2 separate regions of the Sus scrofa genome follow, and region 1 is linked to region 2. Evidence: chromatin contacts called from public Hi-C data. All regions are on one chromosome and are shown on one strand. The core of a region is the stretch at or near the end of the contact, and the rest is flanking DNA. Distances in the headings are between cores, read along the strand shown. Region 1 has its middle 19 kb from the start of TMEM125. Region 2 overlaps SZT2 (protein SZT2).

The links. Hi-C and Micro-C count contacts between places; a contact is called where the count stands out from the background.
Region 1: a Hi-C map of liver shows a contact between it and region 2, with 5 times the contacts expected there. The contact joins two enhancer-like sites. A contact is called at or near these places in 1 of 5 promoter capture datasets (fetal liver), 19 of 47 Hi-C or Micro-C datasets (alveolar macrophages, blood, embryonic fibroblasts and 9 more) and 2 of 2 datasets of contacts at active chromatin or transcription factors (alveolar macrophages and skeletal muscle).

The regions. Positions count from the first base shown.
Region 1 is chr6:167,993,912-168,000,422 of Sscrofa11.1, forward strand. No RefSeq gene overlaps it. Among named protein-coding and RNA genes, the nearest start is that of TMEM125, 19 kb to the left of the region's middle. Within about 2 kb of position 3,655, at least 15 of the 83 cell types and tissues checked have an H3K27ac peak or open chromatin away from gene starts, as enhancers often do. A contact at or near this core is called in liver, where this site is marked.
Region 2 is chr6:167,840,388-167,847,275 of Sscrofa11.1, forward strand. It overlaps SZT2 (protein SZT2), which reads right to left. Exons shown (of 72, transcript XR_002345235.1): 6 at 5,760-5,901; 7 at 5,285-5,391; 8 at 1,225-1,435; 9 at 831-1,001; 10 at 207-441; 11 at 1-23. Among named protein-coding and RNA genes, the nearest start is that of SZT2, 17 kb to the right of the region's middle. Within about 2 kb of position 1,319, at least 3 of the 83 cell types and tissues checked have an H3K27ac peak or open chromatin away from gene starts, as enhancers often do. A contact at or near this core is called in liver, where this site is marked.

The DNA of each region.
Region 1 (6,511 bases), core at 2,405-4,904, 160 kb after region 2:
TCCTGAGGTTGGGTTTTCTTGGTCAGTTTCAGAGCTGCTTCAAGGTCGTAGACTTGGGAGCGGGTGAGCTTCAGCTCTCGGCGGAGCTCATTAATCTCCTTGATCAGCAAGACATTTTCCTGAAGAAAGGGAGGGGGAGAGAGTGAGGGCAGATGGACGAGGGATGAGTGGGCACAGGACCTGCCCTGGCCTGGGGAAGAGGGTGTGGAGAACCGTCAGGGTTGGTCTGGGACCCACACTGAGTCTTTGGTTTCTCCCTTGTGGCCTGAGTCCTTCCCCTGGCTCATGGGTCAGCCTCTCGAGGTACCAGCTGACCTCCCTCCAGGTAGACTCTGGCAAGGTAAGATACAGACAGCGTGCACCACTCCCATCCATCCAGGCTCTTTCTATGAGCAGGAACAATAATGCTAGTCTAAGCACTTTTTATGAACCTAAAGCACGGAGGCATCATAATAACACAATGGGTAGATTCTATTACAGAAGAGAAAACTGAGGCACAGAGAAGTTATGTCACTTACCCAAATTACACAGCTAGCAAGTGACAGCCAGTGTTCGGACCCAGTTTTGCTCCAAAGCTCTGAGCTCGTAAGTACTGTGCTATACTTTATTCACTTCCCCCCATTCATTTGCTGAACTATATATATATTTATGATATTGTATGGTATCTGCGACCTCTCTGGGATGCAGGCAGAAGTAAGACATGGCTTCCGCTCTCAGCAGCACACTTTTTAGTGAGGAACACAGAGAAATAAAGGCACAATTAACACTAACTGCATCCATCGGAAGTTCACTTCTCTCGTTAGTGTTCGGCAAATATCCATCCGTCCAACATTTACTGAGGGCTTATCATGGGCCAGGCACTGCCCTGGACCCGAGCTCTATTTATCGAAAGGAAGACGTGGCCTCTGCTCCCGAGCAGCTGCGGTTGTAGTGAGGGATCTGGGCACCGTTTAGGGAGGGGGCGACCTTGCCGGGATGGGGGCGTGGGGCACGGAGGAGAGGCACTTAGCCCTGTGCAAGTGACCAGCACGGATTCCTAGGGACGGACCTCCGGGCGGAGGCTTGACGGAGGTACCAAGGAGAGGGTGGAGGGGGTCCCGGATGACTGGAACAGCGGGAGAAAGGCACAAAAGGACCTGGCTGGTGTGTGGGGTGGCCTGCGGCAGCTCTGGACCACCAAGGAGAGGTGAGAAGAGAGAGAGGAGGGCGGGGCAGGGCCTGCTGCCCGCCAGGGGGAGGGGCTCTGTGCCCCTGGACCAAGCAGTTTCTTCTCTCTTGCCTCGCTGGCCTTTTCACACTCAGCCCAAGGCCCCGAGGGAGGCCCCACAGAGGCGCTCCTGTCGCCAGAGGCCACTCTGTTCTTGGAGCCCACGGCCTCAGAACTCAGCGCGTCCACCCCAGCAGCTCTCACACAACGGCGCACATGAGTCACCCGAGGGGCCTGTTCAAGGTGACTTCTGACTCGGTGGGTCTGGAGCCGCTCCTGAGATGCTGAATTTCTACCGGCTCCCAGGAGACACTGAGTGGCAGGCCCCTGCCAGGGGCGGGAGCCGGGCCCCTGGGCGTCGGAGCAGCGACAGAGGCAGACATGGGCTACATCTACCAAAGACCGGCCTGTGCCAGAAACAAGCAGGGCTTCCACGCGGGCCTCTCTCTGCAGTCCCGGGGGTGGAGTCTGGGCCGGAGGACAGGCGGATCCCGAGCCCTGCTGTCAGCGAGACCGACAAGCCTCCTCTGTTAGGGAACACGCACGGGGACACCCCGACAGTCCTGCCCCTGGAGCCTCTTTATCTGAGCAGGTCAGACATACCTTCCGATTTTCAGTCTATCATTTAGCCTCCCCATCCTGCATTTACAAACGTGGTTCCCTCTTGGATGCAATGCCCAATTATTGCCAACCGCTCGTTCGCCGGCTAGGCTTTGTACCTACTTTTCTATAAAGTCACCTTTTCCTCCTGATTTTTGACCCTAGTGACCAACCTAGGCCTTGGGGATGCAATTCCCACATTTCCTGTGCGCAGGCTCCGTTTCCTCCCACCTGACCTTCTCTGACTTTGTTTCGCGACTCGATCCGTGAAATACGTATTCATTGCGTTCTAAGACCTTGGACTCGGCCTGGCCTGTAAGAAGGGCTCAGTAAATATTTGTGGAAGGGAAAAGCAAATGAATGAGGAAAGCCATGGATTCCAGGCTGAGTAAGAGGACATGAGCAACCAGGGGCCAAGGGCTGAGCAGGGAAGACCAGACAGGAGGTCTTGGGAGGGCTGCGGGGACCCCCTGGGCCCACGGGCTCACCAGGGGCCCCCTCGACTCCTCCGAGCTGGCGTCACTTTGCCTCACTCCCTGCCTGATTCACTAAAGTGACAGTAATCCGTATAAGACGAGTGACTGAAAAAGCCAGTTCTCTCCAGAAACACTTCAGACGCTTCCTCCTGGTCAGTCGGTCATTCCGTCACTCAACCCTGTGGACTTTGGGTCTGGACTGAATCTCGTTGGCCCTCACCAGCTCCCAGCATCGCTCCCCTTCATGACTGTAGTGGCCTCAAGGGGAGCCCCTGCCACCACGACTGGGGCTTCTGGCTCCTGGTGCCATTGATATGAATGCCTGTTTCCGACCCCACCGGCAGCCCTGGGCACCTCCGTGAAGCTGGCCTCCTCAACGGGTCTCCGGAACACGCCTCACCTGCCTGAGAGTGTGATTGAGGCCCAGGACTCAATGCAGCCCGATTCCTCTGTTCTGTTCATTCGCTCGTTCATAAAAATCACCCGAGAGCCAGACCCTGAACGCCTAGCAGGCACCTACTGTGCCAGACATGGGAGGGCGAGCTTGGATCCAGGGCAGGGAGAGGCCACGGGAGTGTGAAGGGGGGTGCCGGCCAGGGTGAGGAGGGCTCCCCGTGGAGGCAGGGCACGGGGACAGGGTTCCAGGCCCAGAGCCAGGAGGGAGCAAGGCGCCAAAGGCTGGATGGTGATGATAACGAGACGATAACCGCCAGGATTGGCGAGATTCCTGCCCTGCATCAAATATTTTGCATGTGTGACCTCGTTTCATCCCTACCGCCACCTTATGCAGAAGGGCTTACTAGGTTCAGTTTCATAGGAGGAAACCATGGCCACGGGGGGAGGGACAGCTGGGATCCCGGCCTGCTGACCCCCAGGCTCTCGCCTCTCACCCCTTACGCCGCCTCCATCCCAACACCTCACATAGTATGAGGGCCCCGAAGCCCCTGAAAAGTACAGGTGGGGCTCCCTTAAGAGTGCTTTCTGGGGCGCTTCAGAGGTCACACTGAGGCCAACTCTGCGCACGTGCCTTGGGTAGTCAGGTGAAGCTCAGTGAACGCAACGAGTGTGCTAAGCTTTCTGTTCCTGATCCGTCCTTGGTCAGCATGGCCTACGAACGCCCCTCCAACCCTCCAGGCCCCCACCCAGCTCCTCCGTGGCAGGGGGGCTGTGACCTGGGTTCCTCAAATGGCAGGTCTTGGGGTAAGTGAGAGAGCCTGGCTCGAGGATGCCAAGGTCAGGCTTTATAGAAAGCCTGCTGAGCACAGAGGCCATGCCAAGCTGTCCAAGACTGCCTTTGGTCAAGGGCAATGCCAGCAAGCCCCAGGCAGGCACCCACGGACAGAACTTCATTCTGGGAGGGAGGAGGGCACAGCGAGGAAATGCCTATAGCACCCCCTACTGGCCTGCCTTGAATTGACACCTTTAAGAACCTGGCAGGGACTGTTCGTGCGGCAAGAGAGGGGCCCCAGATTTATTTCCACAACTTGGGAGCCCCACATCAGGGGCATCTTTGTGGAGCCCACAGTTGGTGGGATCGTTACCTGCCTAACTGCGCAGATGAACCACTTCCTGCCCCCCTTCCACCTTTCTTTCCCATCCAAGCCGAGGCTCCCACTCGTCGTCTCGATGCTGAAATGCCTGTGGACATCCCGACTTTCCCTTCCAAGGCCTGTCATCTCCCTTTAACATGGGACTCATATTCTGAAGGGCTTTCCTGCCACCTGCCTTCCCTCCCGGCCTTTCCACCTTGCCCATCCAGGTAACCTTTCCAGCGCAGCTAACATCCCTACCTACTTAAGAAACCTTGGGTGGCACCCGTTTGTAAGAGAAACTGCACGCTTCTTGGTGCAACACAGAAAGCGCTTTCAACATGACCCCAAGCTAACCGCCCGTCCAGAGGGCCCTTCGTCCCCACCCCATGCTCTGCAGGAAAGTTAGGTTGGTGGATTCCTGGGCCCTCGAACACACCACAGGCTTCTCTTTTCTCTGACTCTTCTCCGGTTGTGCCCTCCGTCTGAAGGCTCTTCCTCATCTGGCGCCCAGCCCTCCTACCCACCTTTTAAGGCCCGGCTCAAATGCCACTCCTCTAACCGAGGCCCGCCTCTCTAGGCGCAACCACATTCACCTTGGAGGCTCAGAGCTTGGCATGGAAGAAGCCTGAAAAATACATGTCCTGAACAAAGAAGGTATGTGTCCTAGATGTCTGCATTCCATGGCAGCTCTTATTTTCCTATCTGCAAGCTTGCTGGAGAAGGACTGAGGAGGCCCAGCGCTCCTGTCTGAGCATACAAATGAGACGGTGACCTTATTTTCTGTGTGTTCTAATGAGTTTCTCTCGGGTGCCATGTCTGCCCCAGCCTCTCTTGGCCTTTGGAGACTTAAGAGTCAGGGCCTTGGCACCTGAAGATGCAGCTCCTCACAAATGCATATCAAGGCAGCAGGTGCCTCGGGCCACCAGCCCGGGGGTCCAGAATCAGCTATACAGGCCCCATGCCCATGTCCCCAGCCCGCGGACACCCCTGGCTTGTGCTGTGATGGCCTTCCAGGCTGTCCTACTCTGGATTTCCCCTTGGTTCTTTTTGTTTTTTTGCTTTTTAGAGCCGCACCTGTAGCGTACGGAAGTTCCCAGGCTAGGGGATCGAATCAGAGCTACAGCTGCCAGCCTATATCACAGCCACGGCAACGTGGAATCTGGGCTGCGTCTGCGACCTATGCTGCAGCTCATGGCAAAAACGGATTCTTAACCCACGGGGTGAGGCCAGAGACTGAACCTGCATCGTCATGGATACTAGTCGGGTTCATTACCCCTGTGCCGCAATGGGAACTCCTTGCCTTGGTTCTTGAATTAATCCTTAGCTTGGAAGAAGGGAAGGGAAACAGTATTTCTTTGGAGCATCTATTCTGTACAGGGCCGGTGCCGGATGCCTTGCATTGCTTATCTCCTTCCATCCTCCCAGGAACTTGCTGAAGTTGTTACTTCCCCTTTCACAGGCTGACAGGAGGATAAACCAGGTCTGTAGGGAGATAGGGCTGCGCTCTTTGCACCTGCCCTGACACCTCGCCTGGCCCTTGAGATCAAAGAATTAAGGAAACAATTTTTACCATCCAGGACAGTGGCTTTGAAAGTTTTTCTTTTTTTAAGTCTTCCAAAAACCACCTTACAAGAGCCCACTTTAATAAACAAAGGGGCACCCTGTTTGAGGGTGGGGACCCAGGGCCCTGCCTCCCGACCCTTCTTGCCCCTGCAGTTGCCTGTGGCACATCTCTGCACCCACAGGGCTCTGCAGCACACTGACTCTCGGGGAGGTCTCCCTGTTGGTGGCTGCCTCTGCCGGCCATCAGGGAGTGGCAGGGTTGGGAAGAGGCCCTGCTTGGGTCTCTGCTCCCTTCAGCCCTGGCCCAGCAGCGGGGGGGGGGGGCATGTGGCCTCTGGAGTCTGGGGGGAGCAAAAGAGGACCTTCTGCCTGCCCCGAACAGCCTCATGCTGAAGCTCGTGCTCGCACCCTCTGCACTCTCTTCCCTTTTCCTTCTTCTCCTAGGCTTGACATTTTCCTTTCGGGGTGTCTGCTTGGCATGGAGAGAGGGACCCAGCCCTCACAGGACCCCTCAAGGTCTGTGCTCTGGTGGCAAGTCACAGATGAGAGCTCAGCAATGTCACCAGCTGACAACCACTCCTGTAGCCACCCTGGCCCCCTGCCCAGCTTGCAGCACTGCAGTGCCCCTGAGGGTTATCCACACTTGGGGACGCTCCAGACCCTTGGCGATGGCTCTGCGCATCAGCTGCTGGTGCCTGAGGGTCGGTCCCACCAATGGGACCCACTCCTTCTATGGGTCTCTGACTGCTTTCATGGCCCGGGAGCAGGGCCGTGGGTTGCCTGATGGTGTGGGCCGCTTCTAAGCAGGGGCTGGTTATAAGGTGGCACGAGACCCGCCATGCCTGGGTCTGGCCTGAATTGCACTGTGCTCTGCCCATCTGTGTTTGGAACTGGTTTGTTTCCACCCAACTGCAGCTCGTCCCCATTCCAGCATTTTAATTATGGCATTAAAGGCATACGAACATAAAAAGGTATGTGCCTTATAAATGGGATTCCGATGTTCTCTAATTGCCTCAGATGATACTGACACCCAAGCAGAAGTTGGCAGCAGAATTCCGCTTGGCAGTCTGGATAACGCGCTTAAGCGGAGGCAGCAGTAATGGGGTCGAGCTCTCGGAACAGCCCTCTGCAGT
Region 2 (6,888 bases), core at 69-2,568:
GCATCTGGTCCGTCTGGTTAATGCTGCAGCAAAGGCCAGCCCTGAGCCATGCCACACACGGGTGGGCGCAGCGGAGGGGAGCCCCGGGGGCGCATGGGACCCGGACATAAGCCTGGTGCTCAGGGTGACTCTGCCCGGCCTGCACTGCACGTGGTCCCTCTGCACACGAGACGGGGCTCCCCTCACCGAGCGGCGCCCTCACTCACCTCTGCAGTGTGTTCCAGAACCGCCGGATCACGTGGGTCCGATACAGCGAGCGGATGGGTTGCCTCAGGGCACAGGACACGTCATGCAGGATGTCATAGCCGCCTTCCATAGTCACTTCCACGCGGGTGACGCGAGGGCCCTCGGGTTCCAGGGGCCAGGGCGCCACAGCCACGTACTCGATGCGCATGTTGTGTTTCCACAGCAGCACCAGCTTCACCTCCAGCTGGGACCCTCCTTCGGGGAAAGCAGGGGGCTGGTTAGGGGCTGAGGCCTGCCCCAAGCTGCATCAGCCTCAGGGAACTCTAGCCCGGCCAAAGGTTCCCAGCATGGTTCCACAGGGTTCATGCCCAGAGTCTGCCAACTGACACACTCTGAAGTGTGCAGGGGGATCCGAATGCAAAGCCAAGTTCGGGACCACAACCCCTCAGCTGACTCATCCTGGGCACAGGGAGACGGACTCGGGAAGCTGAATGCTAAGAGACCTGAGCCCTGAGGGCAGCTCAGAACCCACTTGTGTCAGATGGCAGCAGCATCTGTCACTGTGACACGCTTTCATGCACGGGGCAGGAGTGTCTTCCGCTCTGCTCAGACTCAGGGGATACAACAGGGCCAGCGACCCCCACCTTTGGTCAGCGCGACCTCTCGGACGCTGTAGCCCTCTCGAAGCCGCACCGACACGGTGCTGACCAAGTCAGCCGCCACCTCCTTCTCAGTGTGCTTCTTGCGGCGCAGGGCCAGGGCGGGGTTGCTGCTCGCGGAGACCAGGTGCTCGTTAAACAGGCGGTGCTGAGAGCCTAGAGGAGCAGTGAGGACGGGGGAGGGGAAGCGCCTGTCGGTTAGCTGATGGGGGTGGGGATGCGGTGGGGGGGCAGGCTGAATCAATCACGGGAAGGAACAGCGCCCGAGCCCACAGCCCCGGTTAGACTCTCCGTCCCCTGGGACCCCAGCCCCAGGTGGAGTCCCGCATCATCTCTGGGCCCGGCTGCACTCCCCCACCTCCCCCAGGCCGCCCCTCACCGCAGTAATATTCAGGGTTCAGGGCTTCCCCACTGCGCAGGAAGGAGTAGAGGAGAAAGGCCCGGTGGTAAACAGTCAGACCCAGGTTGCCGGGCTCGGGCTCAGGACAAGTGGACAGGTAGGAGCCAAAGGTTGCCATTGCGATGAATTTCATCAATTCCACATTGGGCACGTGGCCAAAACTGCAGTCGTAAGAGTAAACTCCTCCCACCTGAAGAAAGGGAGCGCTTAGAGACCCAGCTCCAAAGGAGCCACCAGAGAAGCACGTACAACAAAAGACAGGGCTGCGCGGCTGCTGCCATGCCCGGCGCACAGTGGGAAGTGGGCCAGCGTCCTCCCAACACAGGCCACGGCTGGGCGGCTTTCCTGCCCTGAGTCCTTCTTCGGTCTGAAGCCCAGCACACCCTTCCTGTTCCACGTCAATGCCAGCCTGCCCCCGTTCACTCAAGATTTTGGCCACTGGTTCCCTGGATTCTTGTCATCATCTTGAGACTGCAGTGTTTAACCAAAGTGCTCCTCGAACTTTAGGGTGCAGACAAAACACCTGGGGATTTTATTATAACCCGCAGATCTGGGGTGTGGCCTGGGATTTTGCGTTTCTAACAGGCTCCCTGGTGATGCCAATGCTGCTTATCCAGAGACTGGCAAACTACCTGTGCCCAACTCTAGCCTATCACCTAATTCTTGTCTTTTGGGGGCTGCACTGGCAGCATATGGAGGTTCCCAGGTGAGGGGTTAAATAGGAGCTGTAGCTGCTGGCCTACGCCACAGCCAAAGCAACGTCAGATCTGAGCCACATCTGCGACCTACACCACAGCTCATGCAATGCGGGATCCTTAACCCACTAAGCGAGGCCAGGGATCGAACCTCGTGGATACCAGTCGGGTTCATTACCACTGAGCCATGACAGGAACTCCTCACCTGTTTTTGTAAATGAGGTTTTACTGGAACACAACCACCTCCATTCAGTTTTGTATTGTCTGTGTCTGTTTCCACGCTACACGAGTGCAGCAGGGTAGCTGTGACAACCACATGGCCCATAAAGCTCAAAATATTTACCAGCTAGCCCTTTACAGAAGCTGTGCAGATATACGCTAGATGGTAGACTTAATACCCTGGCCCCTAGACTCCCGAACCCTCATCTCCAGGAATTTCATCCACACACTTACCTGCTGGCTGCGCATTGGCCCTTGGCTTCACCAGGATGGAACCACTTCCTCTTGGCAATTTCAACTGCCACGTCCCCGATTACACACAATTGTGACCCTTTTTAAAGTTCCTTCCGTCCTTCTCCTGCTGCTGCTCTTTGACCTCGTTAAGGCTCCCAGGCCTTGAACCTTGGCTCCTTTCGAATCGATCCACGTCCCCCAAGCCCTCCTTTCGCAAGCCAGCCCGAACCCCGTGTTAAAGCAGCTTCATCCATGTTATTCTCAGCTTCCTAGCCCTCTTTCCTTTTTCTGCTTCCACCTGAAAACCCCAACTAGGATCACAAGCTCTATACCCAGATCCCATGTGGGAACCCAGTGGATCCCAAAGAGAGAAAACTGCAGTTGCGTAGGTTTGCACATCAAAACCCGCCACGCCCCACCCAGCGGGTCATCAGGGCCTCCCTCCTCCTCCTGCTGCTCTGTCGGCCCCTCCCTTACGGCAGCATCACCTCCTGCCACCTCAGAGAGACGTCAAAGCCCCCCGGCCCCGGGAGAGTTTATCTGTGTCTTCACTTCCATCCTGGTCCCAAAGGAGAAGAGACCCGCTCCTGCTCCAAGAGTTCCTCAATCTGTTTCTTGAGCCAACGCTCTCCTGTCAATTTAGGGACTTTACGCCATCTGGCTTCCTTTTCTTTCCCTTATTTTCAAACTCTGCTTCCCCACGGCTCCTCCGGACCCTGCTGAAGTCTCTAGCTTGAAAGACAAAACCGGACATCCCACGGTGGCGCAGCGGAAACGAATCCGACCAGGAACCAAGAGGTTGCGGGTTCGATCCCTGGCCTCGCTCCGTGGGTTGAGGATCCGGCATGGCCATGAGCTGTGGTGTAGGTCGCAGACTCAGCTCAGATCCCGCGTGGCTGTGGCTGTGGCGTAGGCCAGCAGCTGTAGCGCCGACGGACCCCTGGCCTGGTGGCCCTCCATATGCTGCGGGAGCAGCCCTAGAAAGCGAAATAAAAAAATAAATAAACAAACAAAACAGAAGAGAACACCCCCTCCTTCCAGCCTGTACTTTCCTCCGGCTGCCGTTCTCTCCCACTCCCCACCCGACTGGAACAACCAAATTCCACGCGTCAGCACTTGTCTCTACTTCCTTCTCTCTCTGCTCTTGGATCCTCTGCAATCACCCCCCTTGCCGCCTCTTCGCTGGAAAGGCCTGGAAAAGATCCCCGTGGCCTCCTAAGCAGCAAATCCAAGAGGCGCCTTTCCTTTCTCACTTGACATGATCTCACGCCGTGACGTGCTACTTTCTTCCCCAAACTCTGACCTCTGCGACGCCAGAAGCGCCTGGTTCTTGTCTGACGCTTTCCCTTCATTCTCTGCTGGGCACCTTTCCCACGAAGACCTTTAAACACTGGTGGCCCCAGGCTCTCTGAGGATCTCTGCTCTTTTCAATCAAATCCTAACTCTCTCTCTCTCAACTAGTGTTGTCTCCTGAGTATCAGATCTGCGCATCCAACTGCCGTGAAGAGCCGTCATTTATACGTCATCATGCACCATGCTGAGCGCTTTAAATATATGCCCGCACCCAGGGGGGTAGGTACCACTATAATCTCCCTTCATAGATGAATCCACCCCAGAAGGGAAGGGAAGCGCCCTAGGTCACACGGCCGGTAAGCGGAGCCAGGATTCAGGCCAGGCATGCCTAACTGCAACGGTGACGTCTTACTGCTATCCTGCTGACCCGCGGGCACCTCAAACACAGCACGCACACACCTGGATTCATCGTCCTGCCCTCACTCCACCCCAACTGCTCCTCTCTGTCTGCTTTGCTGGCCACTCAGTCATCGCTGGAGTCAGAAACTTAGAAACAGCCTTTACTTTTCCTCTCTCCCTTCCTTCCTTTTTTTTTTTTTTTTTGTTTTTTGTTTTTGTTTTTTATGGCCACACCTGAGCATACAGAAGTTCCCAGGCTAGGGGTCGAATTGGAGCTACAGTTGCCAGCCTACACCAGAGCCACAGCAATGCCAGATCTGAGCCCTGTCTGTGACCCAAGGCCGCAGCTCACAGCAACATTGGATCCTTAACCCACTGAACCAGGCCAGGGATCAAACCCACATCCTCATGGATACTAGTCGGATTCGTAACTCACGGAGCCACCACGGGAACCCCTAGCCCCTCTTTCTTGCTCACCCCGCTCATCTTGCTCATCATACATGTTGACTCTGTCCCCTCATTTCTCTGTCTCCAGTCCTGCCCCCTCTCTCTTACCCTGAGTTCCCTTCATTTAAGCCCTGATCCTCTCTCGCCTGACCACTGCAATTAGCAGCCTTCCTGCCTCCCTCTTGCCCTCTCCCCAGCAACAGGAGGGATCTTTATAAAACACAAATGCAACTTGTGGTTTTCCTTCTGTGTCCCTGCATCACCCACAGAACTATGCTGGAACTCCTACCACAGCAGAAGCAGCTTTCCGGGCCCATGCCTACCCTCCAGGCTGGTTTCCCACAGCTCTTTGCCTCCTACCCCGCAGTCCGTCCATCCAAACTGGCTGCAGGTCCCAGAATATTCCCACCCCTCCTTTGCTTACGCTAGTTGGAGCTGGGTTTTCTGGCCCCTGCAACCGAAACGGTAGTAACTAATCTAATAGGAGGCGTGGGACTGGAACCAACGGCCAGAATGTAAATCTTGCACTGTTCTCACTGTAACGTACTGCCTCTCACATCCTAGGGAGAGAGGACAAAGGCTTGGTCCTCTCCCACCACTGTACCCATCCTGTTCTAAACATGATGCCCCCAGCGCCCCCAGAACTGTGATTGGCTTTACCTGGGAAATCACTGCCTGCAAGAAAGCAACCAGCCACATCCCACTTTGTGAGGTACCACGCCTCCCTCTCCCCCTTCCCAGCAAGTCCTCACCTGCACAAAGGAACACGCCACAGTGCCGCTGCGAAGCTGGTTCAGCAGTGTCTCACAGACAGCAACATCAGGGACACTGGTCACCCCATCTGTGATCACAATGATGCCTGGAGCGGGAAACATCAGACTCAGACCTGGGACACTGTCCAGACCAAAGTCTCAGGGAGGCATCCAAGCGACGGGGCCCTAAGACCTCGGTGTCCAGCGAGCCCTTCTCCCCCCTCCCCCGCTCCTCCCTCCCGAGGCCTGGACCCTCCTAAGTGATTATATCCTTGGAGCTCTACTCCTCCCGCTCGGGTCCCTGACGGCTGTCGGGGCTGGGGTCCTGGAGGTACACACTGCTAACCCTCACCTTTCACAAACGAGGAAAAAGACACTCTTCCCTGGGCCCACCGACGCCTCCATCTTTGCTAATGACGGCCCCCCTTCCCGTGCCTCCCGTTTCCCCAACCCCACCAACATTCCTTCGACTGACCTGCACTAGAGTTGGAGGGCAGCAACTGCAGCGCCAAGATGCCCTGACGAATCATACTGACCAGCCCAAGATCAGCTGTCACCATGGAGACGCCCACTTTCCGGCCAGGGGGCTCCCCTGAGTCTGGGGACTGGTCCTCTGCCTGACCCAAGTTACAGAAAAGACAGAATGGGACAGATGGCATGGCTGCCCCATCCGCAGCCAAGGAAGAATCTATAGCTCAGCGTTACCCAGGCCCGACAGGCCTAGTCCTGTGAGGACCCTAAACCCCTACTGGGCAGCCACATCCTGATGTGTGTTCAGATACTGACCCTCCCCTAATGTGTGTTCAGATACTGACCCTCAGATGGGCACGGAGTCCAGCTCCACATGAAGCTCCAGACTGTACTGAGGCAGGGCTTCCCACCTGTTGCCAATAAGGTGCCCTGTCCATATTTTTCCATTGCCATGATGAAATATCTCATACATCAATCAAATTAAGTCTGCAGACACGAAACTGTCATCGGCCTGGCTATTTCTGAGATATCTCAAGGAACAAGAGCGAGCACTGCAGTGAGCCTCAGAAGCTTTATCCCTGACTCTGCAAAATCCCAGAGCCCAAAGCCGTCCACGGTCACCTTCTCAGATGCATAGGGGAGAAGAGCGGGACTGAAAAAACACAAGCAAATGGCCTTACATCTCTTCCCAGCAAGGATGCGTGCCGGGGCAGTGCATCTGAGCCCTGAGCCCTCTTCCAGTAGGAACCTGCTGTGTGCACCCACGAGCACTCCTTTCCTTGGCTCCATCTGCCCCTGGCCCTTGGCCCACTCCCTCCTATACTTCGCTTGTCCTCCTCCCCACCCTCTGTCCCTTAACAGCGCCCGTGGCACATGGAGGGTCCCCGGCCAGGGGTCGAACCGGAGCTGCAGCTGCCAGCCTGCGCCACAGCCACAGCAACGTGGGATCCGAGCCACGTCTGCGACCTACGCCACAGCGCATGGCAGCACTGGATCCTTAGCCCACCGAGCGAGGCCAGGGTTCGAATCTCCATCCTTGTGGGTACTAGTGAGGTTCGTAACCTGCTGAGCCACGGTGGGAACCCCCTAGAGCTCCTCCTCCAAAGCGGCCTCTACCCGCCTTCTCTCCCACA